Regions from separate parts of the Mus musculus genome. Here regions 2 and 3 are each linked to region 1. A link is a contact called in public promoter capture Hi-C data. All regions are on one chromosome and are shown on one strand. The core of a region is the stretch at or near the end of the contact, and the rest is flanking DNA. Distances in the headings are between cores, read along the strand shown.

Region 1 (5,073 bases), core at 1,501-4,000:
TTTTTTTTTTTTGGTTTTTCGAGACAGGATTTCTCTGTATAGCCCTGGCTGTCCTGGAACTCACTTTTAGACCAGGCTGGCCTTGAATTCAGAAATCCACCTGCCTCTGCCTCCCAAGTGCTGGGATTAAAGGCATTCGCCACCACACTTGGCCTTCAATTTCTTAAAATATATCTTGAAATATGTAGGAGACAGAGCAGGGATGCACCTCAGTTTGCACAGCCCTTGCCTGGCATCAGGAAGCTGGCATTAGATCCCCAGCATTGGGGCTGGAGAGATGGCTCAGCAGGTAAGAACACTGACTGCTCTTCAAAAGGTCCTGAGTTCAAATCCCAGCAACCACATGGTGGCTCACAACCATCTGTAATGAGATTGGATGCCCTCTTCTGGTGTGTCTGAAGACAGCTACAATGTACTTACATATAATAAATAAATAAATCTAAAAAAAAAAAAAAGTTCCCTCTTTAAAAAAAAAAATCCCCAGCATTGTGTAATTGGGTTGTGGTAGTGTACACGTGTAATCCCAGCACTGGGGAGGTGGAGGCAAGAGGATTGGTTCAAGATTATCTGCTATGTAGTGAATCAGAGGCCACTTGGAGCTACATGAGACCCTATTTATCTATTTATCTATCTATCTATTTATCTATCTGTCATCTATCTATCCATCTATCATCTATCTAATCTGTCATCTATTTATCTAGCCTATCTACCTATTTCATCTATTCTATCTAATCTATCATCTAGTCTATCTATCATCTATCCATCCATCTATCTATCTATCTATCTATCTATCTATCTATCTATCTATCTATCTATTCATCCATCCATCCATCCATCCATCCATCCATCTATCCATCCACCCATCTATTATCTATCACCAATTCTATTTTATATATTTATATCTTATCTATCTAACCTATCTAATCTATCATCTTATCTATCCATTCATCTATTATGTCTATCTTTATCTATCTATTATACCTACCACCTATCTATTGAATAGAGACTAAAGGTGTAGTTAGACAGGGACCCTGTGTTAGCAGGTAAAAGGTCTTGGGCTTAACTAAACAAGGCAGCTACATGGAAAAATGGAAAGAACTGTCCAACGGCCACAGTGAGGAGCCTTCAGTGTGCTCTGAATCTTCTTGCAGAATTACAGGGAATAAAACGAAGCTTCATCCATACAGACTTAAACACCCGTCTCTCAGTAGTGCGTCCAACCTCATACACAATCAGAACACCTCACAATACCCTCTTCATTTAATTGTCTAAAAACGAGGGCGGCATTTTTAAAGGCAGGGTATGCAAGGGATGGAAAGGCATTTCTGTGGCCAGTTTGTAAGGTATTTACTTTACCATTGCCTTGCCTGAGAGGAAAATGAACTGTAGATAGTGTCAGGAAACAGGAAGCCGGGGGCAGAGTCGCTTGTTAGTTTGACATTTCATGCAAACAGACCTTTGGGGTGCAGCTAGTGGAGTGGGCACATCACCCTTGTGTAAGGCAAAACAAGCCACCCAAGGAAATGTTCTGGTGTGAGGAGTAGTGGAAGCAGCCATGGGGCAGGTCCAGTGTGACCTGTGGAGCGCCAGCTGATGTCCTCTCTGTGCCTTAGGATAGGGACCTGTTATTATGTGGGGCTGGAAGACTTGGAATCAGCCTTGGGAAATGTTTCTAACTCCTGCTCCTTTGTTTGATGTCCTGACAGCCCATGAGAGATTGTGACCCATATTTCGCAGGGAAAGCTGTAAAGATCCGGAGGGGAAAGTGATTTAGCCACTACCAATTCAAAGTTCCCAGATCTAGAAAGCTCAGTTGACAGGGCAGGTGGACATCGGGCCTTAAATCCCTGCATAAAACATCATGCTTTGGGCTGTGAGATGGCTCAGAGGGTAAAGGCATGTTCCAGCAAGCCCCGATGATGTGAGTTTGATTCCTGGGACCCATATAATAAAAGGAGAGAACTGGCTTCCGAGAGATATCCTCTGATCGCCACATGTGTTTCTCTTCTCCCTAATAATTGAATTATAAAAAATTAACACATTTAAAAAGTCATACTTTGCCTCAAAAATACTTTCCCATATTCAGTCAGGATGGTGGGGGATGAGAGGGTCTTTGGGTATTGGGGGGGGATGGGAGGGTCTTTGGGTATTGGGGAACCTCAATCCTGAGGGATCCAGGCTGGTTTCGTTCTCCCTGGGAGTCCAGATCTGGATACTGTCTGCATACCTAGGAGTGGTGGGACCCATGCTCTCTTGCAGAGGATGATGTCATCTGGCAGATTGTGGAATTGCTCAAGAAAGCTGGAGACCAACTGGAAGAAGAGGTGAGGAGGCGCAGGCATCAGAGAGCGCCTGCAGAGCTGCTGCAGCTCCCGGTTCGTGCCCCGCCTCCCCGTCCAGTTAGCCCCACTCCCTAATTCCAGAAGCCACCTCCCGCTCTGGGTCGGCCCTGTCTGGGGTTGCCTTTCGCCTCTCCTCAAGGCCAGGGATCTAACCCAGTTTCTTTCTCCTCCCCACAGCAAGTGCAAATCCCTCAGCCAGAAGCGGTTCCTCCACGAAAGCCAACGCCACTCCCCAGGAAGAAATCCCAGGAGAAGAAGTCCAGCCTGAAGAGAGTCTTATCCCTCAAGAAGCCTGCCTCTGAGGAACCCAAGAGAGTCGGCACAGCCACTACCCTGGGCCCAGAAACCCGGCCCAAGAGGCCCAGCTTCCTACCCCTGTGTGTTAGTAGCCAGCGAGCTTCCACCTCCAGCAGCCTTGGTAAGCAGGCTCTAGCAGTTGCCATAGCAACTGCAGCTGCCTCCTGCTCTGGAATCTTTCTGATGCCCACACTATGCCTTGAGCAGTGTAGGGAGGATGGAGATGGAGAAGAGATCAAAGCTTTTCCCCTCCACATGGTCTCACTTGGGTACAAGTGGGATCCCTCAGAGCCAGAGCCGGAGGGAGAAGGGCTGGTCTCGTTGGCTCTTCGTGGGCGTTAGGGTGGATGGGGGCTAGACTTGTATGACACCGTTGTCAGGAGAGCGTGGATTTGGGGTCATAAGAGGAGAGATTTTCATGCAAGGCGGTTTAGGCCATGGCTCTTCTTCATTCGTGGCACGGAGCCAGGCACCTTCTGCCCCCTAGTGGACCAACCGAAAACAGCGGCTAGGTAAGGAAACCCCATGGAAAGAAAAAGAGAAGCCAAGGAAAGACAGTTCTTTTCATGCAGAGAGCATGGTCGGGGTCCGCAAACAGAGCCCCAGACCCGGCATAGCCTTGCAAGCCTTGCAGAGCCCACGGGTGGCGTACACTGGCACCTGCCCAGGCTCAGGTTGCTGGGCGTGGCTGACACACACACTGACTGTGACTTTCTGCTTCCCAGACTTGGAGGCGCCTGAGTTCCAAGAGGTCCCGTCTGTAGATGGTGGAGGCTCCCATCCCTCTGAGCTCCACACACCAGCTGCCATATTTCAGGGACCCGAGGAGAAGCCACTGCTGGACAGAGCCTCCGAATCCAGTTAGTCCCTTGCCCCTCAGAAACACCCCCCTCCGCCACCCCTACCCCCCCACCTCCAGCAAATAGCCCATCTGTCTAGACTCTGCCATTTGGAAAGGGCAAGTTGAGGCAGAGCGAGGGAGGCCAAGGCCTATTTCAGTCTCTCTGTGGGAGGCCTCGGGCTGTGGAGACAGCACATTTCACCCGTTAGCCTCAGTTTCCCCATTTTGCAAGGCTGGACCTTGAGATTTGCTGGAAGTTCTAATTGAATGACTGCCTGTAAGGTATAGCAGGGTCGGCCTGTCAGCCAACAGGTTGTGTTGCTACCGAGCGTGGTTATTGCCGTTAGGTGGGCGGCTGAGAGCTGCCGTGGTGCCAGGAAGGGGCTGAGAACACAGAAGGGAGGTTTCCATACAGTTATCGGTTTTATTATTATTATTATTTGTTTTTGTTCGAGACAGGATTTCTCTGCATAGTCCTGGCTGTCCTGGAACTCACTCTGTAGACCAGGTTGGCCTCGAACTCAGAAATCTGCCTGCCTCTGCCTCCCAAGTGCTGGGATTAAAGGCTTGCGCCACCACTGCCCGGGTTTTTTTTTTTTTTTAAAGATTTATTTATTTACTTATTTTATGTATGTGAGTATACTGTCACGTTTCTCAGTCACACCAGAAGAGGGCATCAGATCCCATTAGAGATGGTTGTGAGCCACCATGTGGTTGCTGGGAATTGAACTCAAGACCTCTGGAAGAGCAGTCAGTGCTCCTAACCTCTGAGCCATCTCTGCAGCCCCATCAGTTGTTTTTTTTTTTTTTTTAAGATTTACTTATTTATTTTATATCACTACACTGTAGCTGTCTTCAGACATACCAGAAGAGGGCATCAGATCCCATTATAGATGGCTGTGAGGCACCATGTGGTTTCTGGGAATTGAACTCAGGACCTCTGGAAAAGCAGTCGGTACTCTTAACCGCTGAGCCATCTCTCCAGTCCCCACAGTTATCAGTTTATTGTTGACAGAACCAAGCCTGGATCTAAAATACTGTCTAACATCTGGAGACGCTTTAAACCGCTTCGGGGGAGGCAAAGGATGCTGGAGAGATAGCACAGCCCTTAAAGTTTGCACTCCAGAATGCACATGGAAAGAAAAGAGAGACAACAGAAAAGCTGGGGTGTGTGGACCTGGCCCCGACCTCAGAGGCCTTTGTAAGGAACCCTGTCCTTTTCGTAGGAGAATTCAGGCGGAAGATCCTGGTCCTGCTCCAGAGTGCAGAGGACGAGAGGGGAGAGCAGGTGAGGATGCCCTCTGGGATGATCCTGCTCTTCTGGGGACCCTCACCCCTCCTTCCAGGGACCCCCACCTCTCTGCTGCATTCTAAGCTCCGGACTGGCCTTCCCAGACAACACTCCCTAGCACCAAAGGCCTTTGCCCCTCCTGATCCTTCTAGGCCATAGTTCACCTTTGACCTTCTTGAGGCCAGGGAGGCCTGACTCAGTTTCTCTCTTTCTCCCCATAGGAAGCTCAAGCGCAGGAGGCAGAGAAGGCCGGAGAAAACCCGACCCCAGCCGGCAAGGTGAAGTCCCAGGTGAAGAAGTCT
Region 2 (5,073 bases), core at 1,464-3,963, 640 kb before region 1:
CTCACCAGGCAAGGTATGGGTCAGGGTTTATGGATCATGGCAACATTTTTATGCCTCTATAATAAAGGAGACAAATAACTAGCTCTGGGGAGCTGAGACACATCCTTTTAAATGTCTGCTTGCTCTAATAACAAGAGGACAATTAATAATGACTATTTATAGAGCAAGTACAGTGTACTAAATAAACACTGTCCTGGGTTCTTTACAAATAGGGCATTTTGGTTAGCCTTCGGGGAATTCTGAGGGAAGAGTTTTTAGTCCCCACTTCATAGGAAACTGAAGCTTAAATAGATTGTGAGTCCTACAGATCAGAGAATCTGAAGGACGATGTCAATGATGATGACGATGACAATGGTAATGATAATAATAATGATAAATGGTGGTGACCTGGACTCCAAGATTCTTGCCTCTGTGGCTCTATGTTTCAAAATGAAAAAGGAAGCCAGAGATTTGAAGAAACTGAAGAATCCTCCTAGCTAGCAAAAGCAATGCTTTTGGGCCATCAAAAAGGCTCAGCAGATAACGATGCTTGCGGCTAAGCCTGATGACCTGAGTTCAAGCCCTGAGATCCACGGGGTGGAAGCAGAGAACTGACTCCTGTAAATTGTCCTCTGACCTCTACGTGAGCACTGTGGCATACACACACACATACACACACACACACACACACACACACACACACTGATTAAGTAGATGAATAAATATAATTATTTAAAGTGGTACTTTTAAAAAGTTGACTTCCTGTAGGCCAGTAGAAGAAAAAGACAAAAGGCCATTAATACACCACATCTGGCAGTCCAAAGGCACAAAGACCATCCATCGCCCATTGTCCTCACCCCTGCTTCCTGACGTCACCATTTTCCCAATGATCGTTATCTTAGGATATCAAAATGAAATGACCCCTCCAGAGCAAACTCCCAGAGAAGAGCAGTCCACGCAGCTGGAGAGCTCACTCAAGCAGGAAGGAAAAGAAATCTGTGGCAGGAAGCGGAGCTTATCTAAAAACACAGTGTCACTGTTCAATGTGTGAACACCCTAGCCCCACAGCACTTCAACCCAAAGCTAGCTTTGCCTCCCCTGCTATTATATTAGCACACATTGCTAAAACCTGGTCCCTCAACTTTCTCCACGTGTGTAATGACAGCTCAGAAAAGTTACACAGCCAATGCTGACTCTCAGTTTCTCTTTCGCTTGAAGAAGGGGGCGAGGGCTGTGTGTAACTCAGTGGCAGAGTGTCTTCAACAGTGTGAAGAGAGAACGGAAGAGGGGGAGAAAGAGGAGAGGGAGGGGGAGGGGAAGAGAAGGAGGAGAGAGAATGGGAAAGAGGGGAGAGAGAGAGGGAAAGGAGGAAGGGAAGAGTGCGAGGTCACAGGTCAAAGGACTACACCTGAACAAAAAAAGACTTAACAGGAAAATCACTAAGGATAGAACTCATGAGGGCGGTGACCAGACACAAACTCTTAACACCAAGCAGCCTGTGGCTGGCAGAAATCTTAAATTCAGTAGTGAAACACATAGGGCTTTCATTTTTCAGGACATCACCCAAAACAAACGGAACCAGTAAACCAAAAGGCAGCCTGACTGAGAGACAATTGCTCAGTGTCAACATACACTAACAAGAGAAAGAAACACTAAGGGAATAAGTTGCTTGAAAGGTCTGCTCTCCAACAAAACAAGAATAAAAGAACTTAATGCATCCACACTGAAAAATCATCACTTCTCCGGGATGCCAGAAGGAATAACTTATTCTCCACCCTGCGGCCACCCTGTAATAATTTCTCAAAAGAAAGGACCAACTCAAGACAGAGTAAGGTCAGGCTTGAGAATTCCCCCTCCCCTGTCTTGCTCATACCCCTGCAGGCCTGGCCCAGGCTCTCCTATCAGAACCCCTTTGGGAGTCCAAGGGAAGACAGGAATGTGATGATGGGCTGGGAACCAAGGCCATGGGGCCACCAACCCTCATGCAAGCAGCCACCCATGCTGTTGGAGACCCCTAAGGAGTTCTGTAGAAAGTCGGAAGCGGTCTGCAGGTGGCCCTCCACGGCTACGCTGACAATGGCAACTCGCCCAACTCCACTGCCCCTCACACTGGTCCCCTGACACCTCCCAGCTGAGGTTCCCCGCCCCCAGACCCCAGTCTGCACCCCACACCCAAGCTGGCCAGGCTCCTCTGATTGACAGCTGCTCCAGCCTGGGCTACTCCGACACCAGCCCTCCGGCCTCGGGGGTACCCCAAGACGGAGGGATTCAGGGACCAGGATCTGGAAGGCTTTGGGTCCAATCCCCACTCCCCTCAGCGTCCTGGGCTCACCTCCCCGGTAGCTTGGCGCTCCTCTTCCAGAACTGCTTGCTGTTCTCGGCGGCCATCTCTCCGGCCCGGGGGAAGGCCTGGTCGGTGGGTCACGGGGGGGCCCCGCGACAGGCCCCCGGGACCCCGCAATCTGAGGGCCAGCCCAGGCCGCTTCCCCGCCGCCGGTCACCCGCTCCCAGCTCCTGGGGGCGCCATCTTGGATGTGGGCACTCCCCCCGCCCAACACCGTTGCCATTGGTGGGCTGAGCAGGCCGGTGGGCGGATGGACCAATGAGGATCCCGGATCCTGCGGGCCGCTGAAGGCCCGCGGCAACGTCAGGGGCTGGGCACACAGGTGGGCCGGGGAGGCGGGGCTTAGATGGGCAGGAAGGCGGGGCTGAAAGTTCCTACTCCCCGGAGGCAGAGAACCAGGTACTGCGAGGAAGAAGTAGATGGGACTGTTGCCTTTGATGGGCTGAGGTTCTGGGGTTGTCTTGGTGGAGAGGGGTAAGGAGAAACCATAACATTTGTATACATTAGTCTTTAAAGGAAGGCCTCATGTAATAATGAACATTTTTTAATGTCCCTCACCTCAATGGCACCCAGGGTGGTTACCCCCCCACCCCCCCACCCCCGCCTTGTTCCCTTATGGTCCTAGTTTCGCAGAGGACAGTTCCGGCCATACCCCAGTGCGGGTAACTGTTGTATGAGTAGCAGTTGATTTATCAGACTCCCCCTTTCTTCCGCTAACTGAACTTCGTGATGTAATCCCTTCTTCGGGTCTGACTCTTTCTGGTTATGAGGATCCAGATACTGAGAAGTCATGCTTAGGAAATACTAATTTATCCTCCAAGTAGCATTTTCTCTAGGGACGTTGTTCATCCCCATGGCAACAATCAGGAAGATGAAGGATGTACCCCCAATATCCTCAACTCCTTTATTAACTGGCTATAAATCTTCCATCTATAGATTCATTTTTCAATCTAATTTTGACTCAAAATGAGATCTAATTTTAGCATGTTGTCTCCTTTGGGTGTCATGTTAATGACTACCTCTCTTTTTTGAGTGTGTTCTGGGACATTTGGGGGAAGATGGAGGGTACTTCCTTTTTCTACTCCGAAGAAATGTTTGTTCAGACAAGGAACTGTGGATATGTGCGAGCTACTGCTCAATCCATCTCTGTACTAACACCCTAGGGTTTCTAAATATTGAAAAATACATTACATTTATTCAGTGTGTGTGTGTGTGTGAGAGAGAGAGAGAGAGGAGAGAGAGAGAGAGAGAGAGAGAGAGAGAGAGAGAGAGAGAGGTCAAAGGAGAACTTCAGTTTTCTCTTCTCACCGAACTCAGGTCGTCAAGACTGGCTGTAAGCCCCTATACCCATTGAGCCATCTTGCTGGCCCAACATACTGGCAAATTCTCAAGGCTCCTTCTTTTCCCACCTAAAGAAACACCTTCTATATGTCCCTCAGTGATTTCTTTTTACATAGACATTACTCCCAGTTTTCAGGCTTCTTTTGCTTGCTAATGTTAAAAGACTAGGACTGTAGACCTGAACAGGTGGCCCAGGGGTTAAAAGCATGTGCTGCCCTTTCAGAGGACCTGAGTTCGGTTCCCAAGTACCCACAACAGGTGGCTCATAATGGCCTGAAATTCCAGATCCAAGGGATCAGACACCCTTTTTTGGCTTCTGTGGACATTGCATACATGTTGTTAACACACATACACACACACACCACATACACACACACACCACATACACACACACACCACATACACACACACACACACAAATAAAAGTAAACATGATAGGAGGCTGGGGAGATGGCTCAGAGGTTAAGAGCACTGACTGCTCTTCCAGAGGTCCTGAGTTCAAATCCCAGCAACCACATGGTAGCTCACAACCATCTGTAATTGGATCTGATGCCCTCTTCTGGTGTGTCTGAAGACAGCAACAGGGTACTCACATACATAAAGTAAATGTAAAAAGTAATAAGCATGATAAGAGTTAGATGAAAAGGGCTATTTCTACTGAACCACTGTTCTTTTATAGACTTGTATCTTATCATTTTTCCCTTTAAAGATTTATTATATATACTGTCTCTCTCTTCAGACACACTAACCCCTAAGAAAGTGAAAGAATTTTCTTGGGAGGGGGAGGAGGGAGAAGGAGGAAACTAAACAGTCTTCTACCCTTCTCCTTCCACAATCCCAATAACAAACAAAAGTTTGATTCCACCAGAGTTCACTCATGAGTTTATTAGGCTTACTTACAGAGTTTGAGATGGGTTGTAGTTAGGAGTGTGGGCGACCCTAAAGCAGATACACTGGAAAATCTGCATGAAGCATGGATGTTTGCTTCCCCTATAGCCACCCAGATGGAACCCCCTCCCCAGCCGGTGTACTCAGTGCCTCCCCATGACACCAAAGCCATGTTCAATTAGGACAAAACTTTACACATATGACTTTATACAAATATATTTGGCTCTCAGGATAGTGTTGTACAACAGGAGAATATACTAAAGTCTCCTTGTGACTGATGATAATTATCTTTATTCTTTTATTTAATTTTTTTAGATTTTTTTAAATGTACATGAGTGTTTTGCCTGTATGAGACTCTGTGCGCTATCTGTGTGCCTGATACTCACAGAGGTCAGAGAAGGGCATGGGATCCCCTGGAACTGGGGTTATAGATGGTTGTGAGCCACCATGTGGGTGCTAGGGATTGAACTCCAGTCCTCTGGAAAAGCAGGAAGCGCTCTTAGCTACTGATCCATCTCTCC
Region 3 (5,073 bases), core at 1,133-3,632, 630 kb after region 1:
CCAGCTCCATCTTACCAAGCTGGGAACTCCTGGGCCACTGTTTGGCCTTTCTGTGGCTCAAGTTGCCCATCTGAGGCCAAGACTAATATCCACGAGCTCGGGATGGGAATTAGTTGTGAAAGACACTCGACAATTTTAAAGATGTATTTTTGTTGCTTTTGATGTGAGTGGGTATGTGTCCATGTATGCCAAAAGAAGGCATCAGGCTCCCAGGAGCTGGAGCAATGGGAGTTTGTAAGCTATCTGATGTGGGGTGCTGGGACTCGAACTTGGGTCCTCTGCAGGAGTAATAACTGACCTCAAGCTCTGAGCCATCGCTCCATCCCTATTTTAACTTTGATTTCTTGAAAGTCTCATGCTGGCTAGGCATAGTGGTGCACAACTGAAATCCTAGCACTTGGGAGGCTGTGGCAGGGGGATCTCTGTGAATTCAAGGCTAGCCTGGTCTGTATAGAGAGTTCCAGGCCAGCCAGAGTTACATGGTGAGAGCCAGTCTCGGAAAGAGGGAGCGAGGGAGAGAGGGAGAGAGGGAGAGAGAGGAGATTGACTCATATAGTCTCATGCAGCTCAGTCCAGCTTTGAATTCACCAAGGATAACACTGAACTCCTGATCCTCCTATCTCTGGCATTATGGACCTGCTGACATCACACGGGCATGCTGACATCACACAGGCATGCTGACATCACACAGGCATGCTGGTACTGAGTGAAGAAGTGAAGCTTGAAGCTCTGCCTATGAGGTGACTCAGTAGGTAGGGCATGACACATGGCACTTGCCATCAAGCCTGGTGGTGCCCTGAAGTGAGCCCACATGGTAGAAGGAGAGAACAGACTCTTTCCTACAAGCTGTGCTCTGACCATCATACATGGGCACAGGCACACACAGAGATAACAACAAACAAACAAACAAACAAACAAACAAATGTACATAAGTAAGAACTTTAAAGAAAAGCATCGGCTAAGCTCCCAGGAGCAGTTGAGGAGGGTGCTGACGTAAGGAAGCCTCAGGTCAGCCTCTGTTTGCTTCTGAGCACACACCTCCTGGGGCTTTCGAGTTCCAGATAAGGGCTGCTTCACTCAGCTCTGGAAAGCAGGAAGTCCCCAAGGCTTTCCTGGTCCCTGAGAAAAGGGACAAAGCGGTTGAGTGGAGAGGCAGCGGAGCAGATGGGCTCTCCCTGCCCTAGTAGAGCACTCTAGAGATGGGAGCCCAACCATGCCCTCCACAGATCTACCCGCTAGGATCCCCCAGATTCCCTTGGCAGCCTGCACGCTCACTCAGGAGGGGGTCTGCGGATGTGACAGAGAAATAACGCCGGAAGCAGGCTACAGGGGTGACACCTGCACACCACATTAACAGGACAGTACACCTCACACACTCAGGTCACACTGGGCTCCTTCACCTCACAAGCAAGGAACCGGCTCGACACAGAATGCCGAGGACACATGCCTCTGTGCACCAGATGTTACACTGGTGACAGGGACAACCTGTAAACACTGGTTCATTCAGGAGTGCTGAAATGCAGGCTCTGAGGTGGCCATGAGCCAGGGGAAGACATCCCAGCACTTTCCCCAGCCTGCACAGAGCAACCTGTTCCTTGCCAGGACTCTCCGGCCTTGGCCTCCAACTCATGAGCTTCCCGGGAGGCCGAAGAGGGAGGACAGCACAGAACAGGCACTCGGAACGCCCAGAGAGCTGACTGTCTTGGTGCTGTGGCAATAGGCAGAGGACAAGGTGGCCCAGACAGGAAAGACAACAAACTGATTCAGCCCTAGCCACCGACTTCTCAACAATAAATGCTCTGGAGGACACCGAGGAGTGCTAGGGACAGAGTCCTCTCTACTCACCCAGGGCTCAGGAGCGGCTTCCTTGAGGATGCGGATGCTGCAAACTGGATAGAGACAGGTCTGTGGGCTGGCTGTGGGCCGCCGCAGCAGAGGCCACTCAGCCAGTCCCGGGCCACTCGGCACTCAGCTGCCCAGCCCTCTTTTCTGGAGGCCTCTACCACAGTCTCCACCCAAATCCTGGGGCTACAGCAGGTGGTAGCTCCCCACCCACCATAACCTGCTTGGCAAGGCCTTCCGCACCTTTCCCCACTGAAGCTTCCTGCTTCTCTCTTCCCCAGGAGTCCAGATCGAGGCAGGGCCTTCCTTATCTACCTGGGATTCACAGGCCAGCTTGGGAACCCTAGGCACTGACCTTACCATGGCTCACAGTCTGCTCCTTACAGCCTGCACGTCCCCGAGGGAGTAGGTGGGGGTTGGAAGGGTGCCTGCAGGATACCTTGGACACAGCCTTCCCTCTAAAAGAGGCTGAGAGCAGGCAGGGGGCCTGCAGCTAGCCCAGCGGAGGGCCTGCTTTCTACCTGAGACTGCCAGGTGCACAGGGCGCTGGGAAACACAGGGTGTGGTGTCCTGGGAGCCCTGTACTGGAGTGACCTTAGTGCTGGCCAACCACATCAGAGGTAGGACTGGCACAGGGACAAGGCAAGACTGTCCCCAAACACAAGTAAGCTTGGCTCATGAGCAGAGTGGCCTGGCCTGGGAGCTCAATCTCACGCAGCCTCGGGTCCGGAAGTGCTGTTACAGTCATGCGAAGAGGCAGCAGGGTTGAGTGGTCCCAAACCCAGGAATACTGGTTCTGAAGGTTCATCACAAAACGCTTCTTTCTTTTTTTTTTTTTTTTTTTTTTTTTGGTTTTTTGAGACAGGGTTTCTCTGTGTAGTCCTGGCTGTCCTGGAGCTCACTTTGTAGACCAGGCTGGCCTCAAACTCAGAAATCCGCCTGCCTCTGCCTCCCAAGTGCTGGGATTAAAGGCGTGCACTACCACACCCGGCTCACAAAAAAAACGTTTCTTAACTGCCATTACTCATGACATGGGAGTGATGGTCGCCAGTGGCTCGCACACGCAGAGGTCAGTCCTTCCAGGCCTCTGCTGGTACTAAAGGCATGGCCTTTAGGTGCCTTCTATACAATGGGATTTCCATTCTATAGTCCTGGCTGGCTGGGAACCCACGATCTTTCCTGAACCTGCAGGTGGCAGGCCTCCTAGGGAAAGCAACCTCCCGCCTCTGAGACAAGGTTTCTCACAGGTCTGGAGGCTGGTGAGCAGGCTAGGCTGGCCGGTATGCCCCAGAGACCCATCTCTCTCCACCTCCCCGTGCTGCGCTCGCAGGTGCACAGCCAAGCTTTTAGTGCAGGCTCTGGAAATGGAACTTAGGCCTTCACACTTCATATCAGAAAATTAAATTAAAACGAGCGTGTGGGGCCCCGTGCCTGAAACGCCATTATCAGCACAGAGATATGGGAAGATCTGGAGCCTGAGACCCTCCTTTGTCTCAGGCATCAAAAAATGAAGGAAGCAGGAAAAGTCAGTTTTTTTTCTTTTAAAATTCATAAAGTGAAAACATTCCTTTAAAATTCTGTGTGAAAGACACAGAATAATTTATAAATTGAAGGGTTTCTGGAAATTTCTGTTCCTTGTTCCCAAATCCTGACAGCCAGGGACTGCTGGGAACCTGCAGTCCTTTAGGCCCTTTCTTATGTGGCTCCAGGGGCAGGCTCCCGCAGGCACGCACGCACAGCAGCCAGAGTCCTCCTCAGGTAGAGTCACTTCCTGGCCCGGCGTGGGTGCTGAGCATGTGTAAACACACTGACCCAGGCACCAACAGCTGTGTGAGGAGACCACACAGGAAGCAGAGCCTGCAGAAGAATGAACGCTGGCAAGGTGGGAAAGGCCAAGCAGGAGGGCTAGTGGGGCAGGCAGAGCCAGTGAGCCGCACCTCGCTGAGGCATCCAGCTCTCAGATAAGGCGCAGGCCGTGGCCTTGGATCCCAGGTATAACACGTGAACCTAACTCTGAGGTTGGACTTCGGAGGGGAGACCTCGGATGGCTCAGTGGTTAAGAGCACTAACCCTCAGGCTCCATCCCCAGCGCTTGCACGGTCTCTAACTACAGTTCCAAGAAGATCTGACACCCCCTCTGGCTTTCACGCAGTACTGCATACACATGATGCTGATACACATGCAGGCAAAACACCAGTAAGTATAAGGTAAGTTAAATCGGAGTGGAAAGAGACAGAAGAAAGAGAGAGAGCACCAGAGGTCGGCAAAGTCAGTGGAGAAGCAGAGGGCCTGACATCTTAAACCCAGCAGTAGGGCGCTCCCTACCCTGAGGCATCCACTGAGGCAGCTCTTTCTGCCTGGGCCACCTCAGCCACTACTCACTCTGACTTATGCCTCCTCATCCGTCAGACATGGGCTTGGCCACCACTTCCTTAGATAAGCCTCCGCCTCCCCATCCACAGCTCTTCCCACGTCTGCTTGCTAACGCATCTGACATGCATTTGGCTGCCTGGGGTGTGACCACAGGCACACCTGAAGTCACCATAGGTGTCTGTTGCCAAGGGGTGATGGTGACCCCTTCCAGAACCCTGGAGAGGTCCTGAGTGTCCAGTCCCCACCAGAGCAATCCCAATGCCCCTGGAAGAGCTGACAGCGCTCCTGACCAGTCACCATCAGCAAGCTTTGCTTAATGCTGTGTATGTGTGAGGCCCTCGGAGGACAAGTGCTGGGTACCCTCGTTTCCCACAAGCTCCCCAAGTGGTGGGTACAGAGCAGGCATGTGCTGACCAAAGGCGAGTTCAAGACTGCCCAGAGGGGACTGAGACCTAAGCATGGGTGCTCTGCCTGTGTGCTCTTCCTGCCCTTTCTTATGTGGCTCATTTAAAACACTGAGCTAGCTCAGGCTGGGGGGGACAGACGGCACAATTGGTAAGTCACTTGTATAACTATGGGGACCTGAGTTGAATGCCTGGAGCTCACATGAAAGAGCTGGGTGTGGTGGCTGCACCTGTAAGCCCAACACTGGGGAGGCAGAGGCAGGCGGGTCCCTGGGGCTCACTGGCCAGCCAGCTTAGCCCACTTAGCAAGCTCCAAGTCCCAGTGAAAAAGTCTGTCTCAAACAAGGCATGTAGCTCCTCTAACCTCCTCCTCCCCAACAGAAGGAGCTGGCTCATGTCATGTCCATAAGAGAAGTGTTCATCTCTTTCATCTCTGTGGAGTGCCTGCAGCCTG

The links. Promoter capture Hi-C pulls out the DNA fragments that hold promoters and counts their contacts.
Region 2: a promoter capture Hi-C map of the HPC-7 cell line shows a contact between it and region 1. The contact joins the promoter of Tmem217 here to the promoter of 1700030A11Rik in region 1. A contact is called at or near these places in 3 of 39 promoter capture datasets (the HPC-7 cell line, cranial neural crest and hematopoietic stem and progenitor cells), 2 of 115 datasets of contacts at active chromatin or transcription factors (bone marrow-derived macrophages and thymic regulatory T cells) and 1 of 9 other capture datasets (liver).
Region 3: a promoter capture Hi-C map of neutrophils shows a contact between it and region 1, with 4 times the contacts expected there. The contact joins the promoter of 1810013A23Rik here to the promoter of 1700030A11Rik in region 1. A contact is called at or near these places in 4 of 39 promoter capture datasets (the 3T3-L1 cell line, liver and neutrophils) and 1 of 115 datasets of contacts at active chromatin or transcription factors (pancreatic cancer cells).

What each region holds. Positions count from the first base shown.
Region 1 is chr17:28,902,942-28,908,014 of GRCm38.p6, reverse strand. It overlaps 1700030A11Rik (RIKEN cDNA 1700030A11 gene), which reads right to left and starts at 2,750. Exons shown (of 3, transcript NR_045457.1): 1 at 2,716-2,750; 2 at 2,228-2,312; 3 at 1,244-2,011. It overlaps Bnip5 (BCL2 interacting protein 5), which reads left to right. Exons shown (of 12, transcript NM_172450.3): 4 at 2,260-2,324; 5 at 2,520-2,760; 6 at 3,365-3,499; 7 at 4,707-4,768; 8 at 4,993-5,073.
Region 2 is chr17:29,547,233-29,552,305 of GRCm38.p6, reverse strand. It overlaps Tmem217 (transmembrane protein 217), which reads left to right and starts at 2,713. Exons shown (of 3, transcript NM_001162901.1): 1 at 2,713-2,797. Tbc1d22b (TBC1 domain family, member 22B) reads right to left here and starts at 2,504. Exons shown (of 13, transcript NM_198647.1): 1 at 2,312-2,504. The coding sequence starts at 2,367.
Region 3 is chr17:28,269,017-28,274,089 of GRCm38.p6, reverse strand. 1810013A23Rik (RIKEN cDNA 1810013A23 gene) reads right to left here and starts at 2,382. Exons shown (of 3, transcript NR_045427.1): 1 at 2,203-2,382; 2 at 1,846-1,889; 3 at 927-1,119. All of the region lies in intron 2 of Ppard (peroxisome proliferator activator receptor delta), which reads right to left.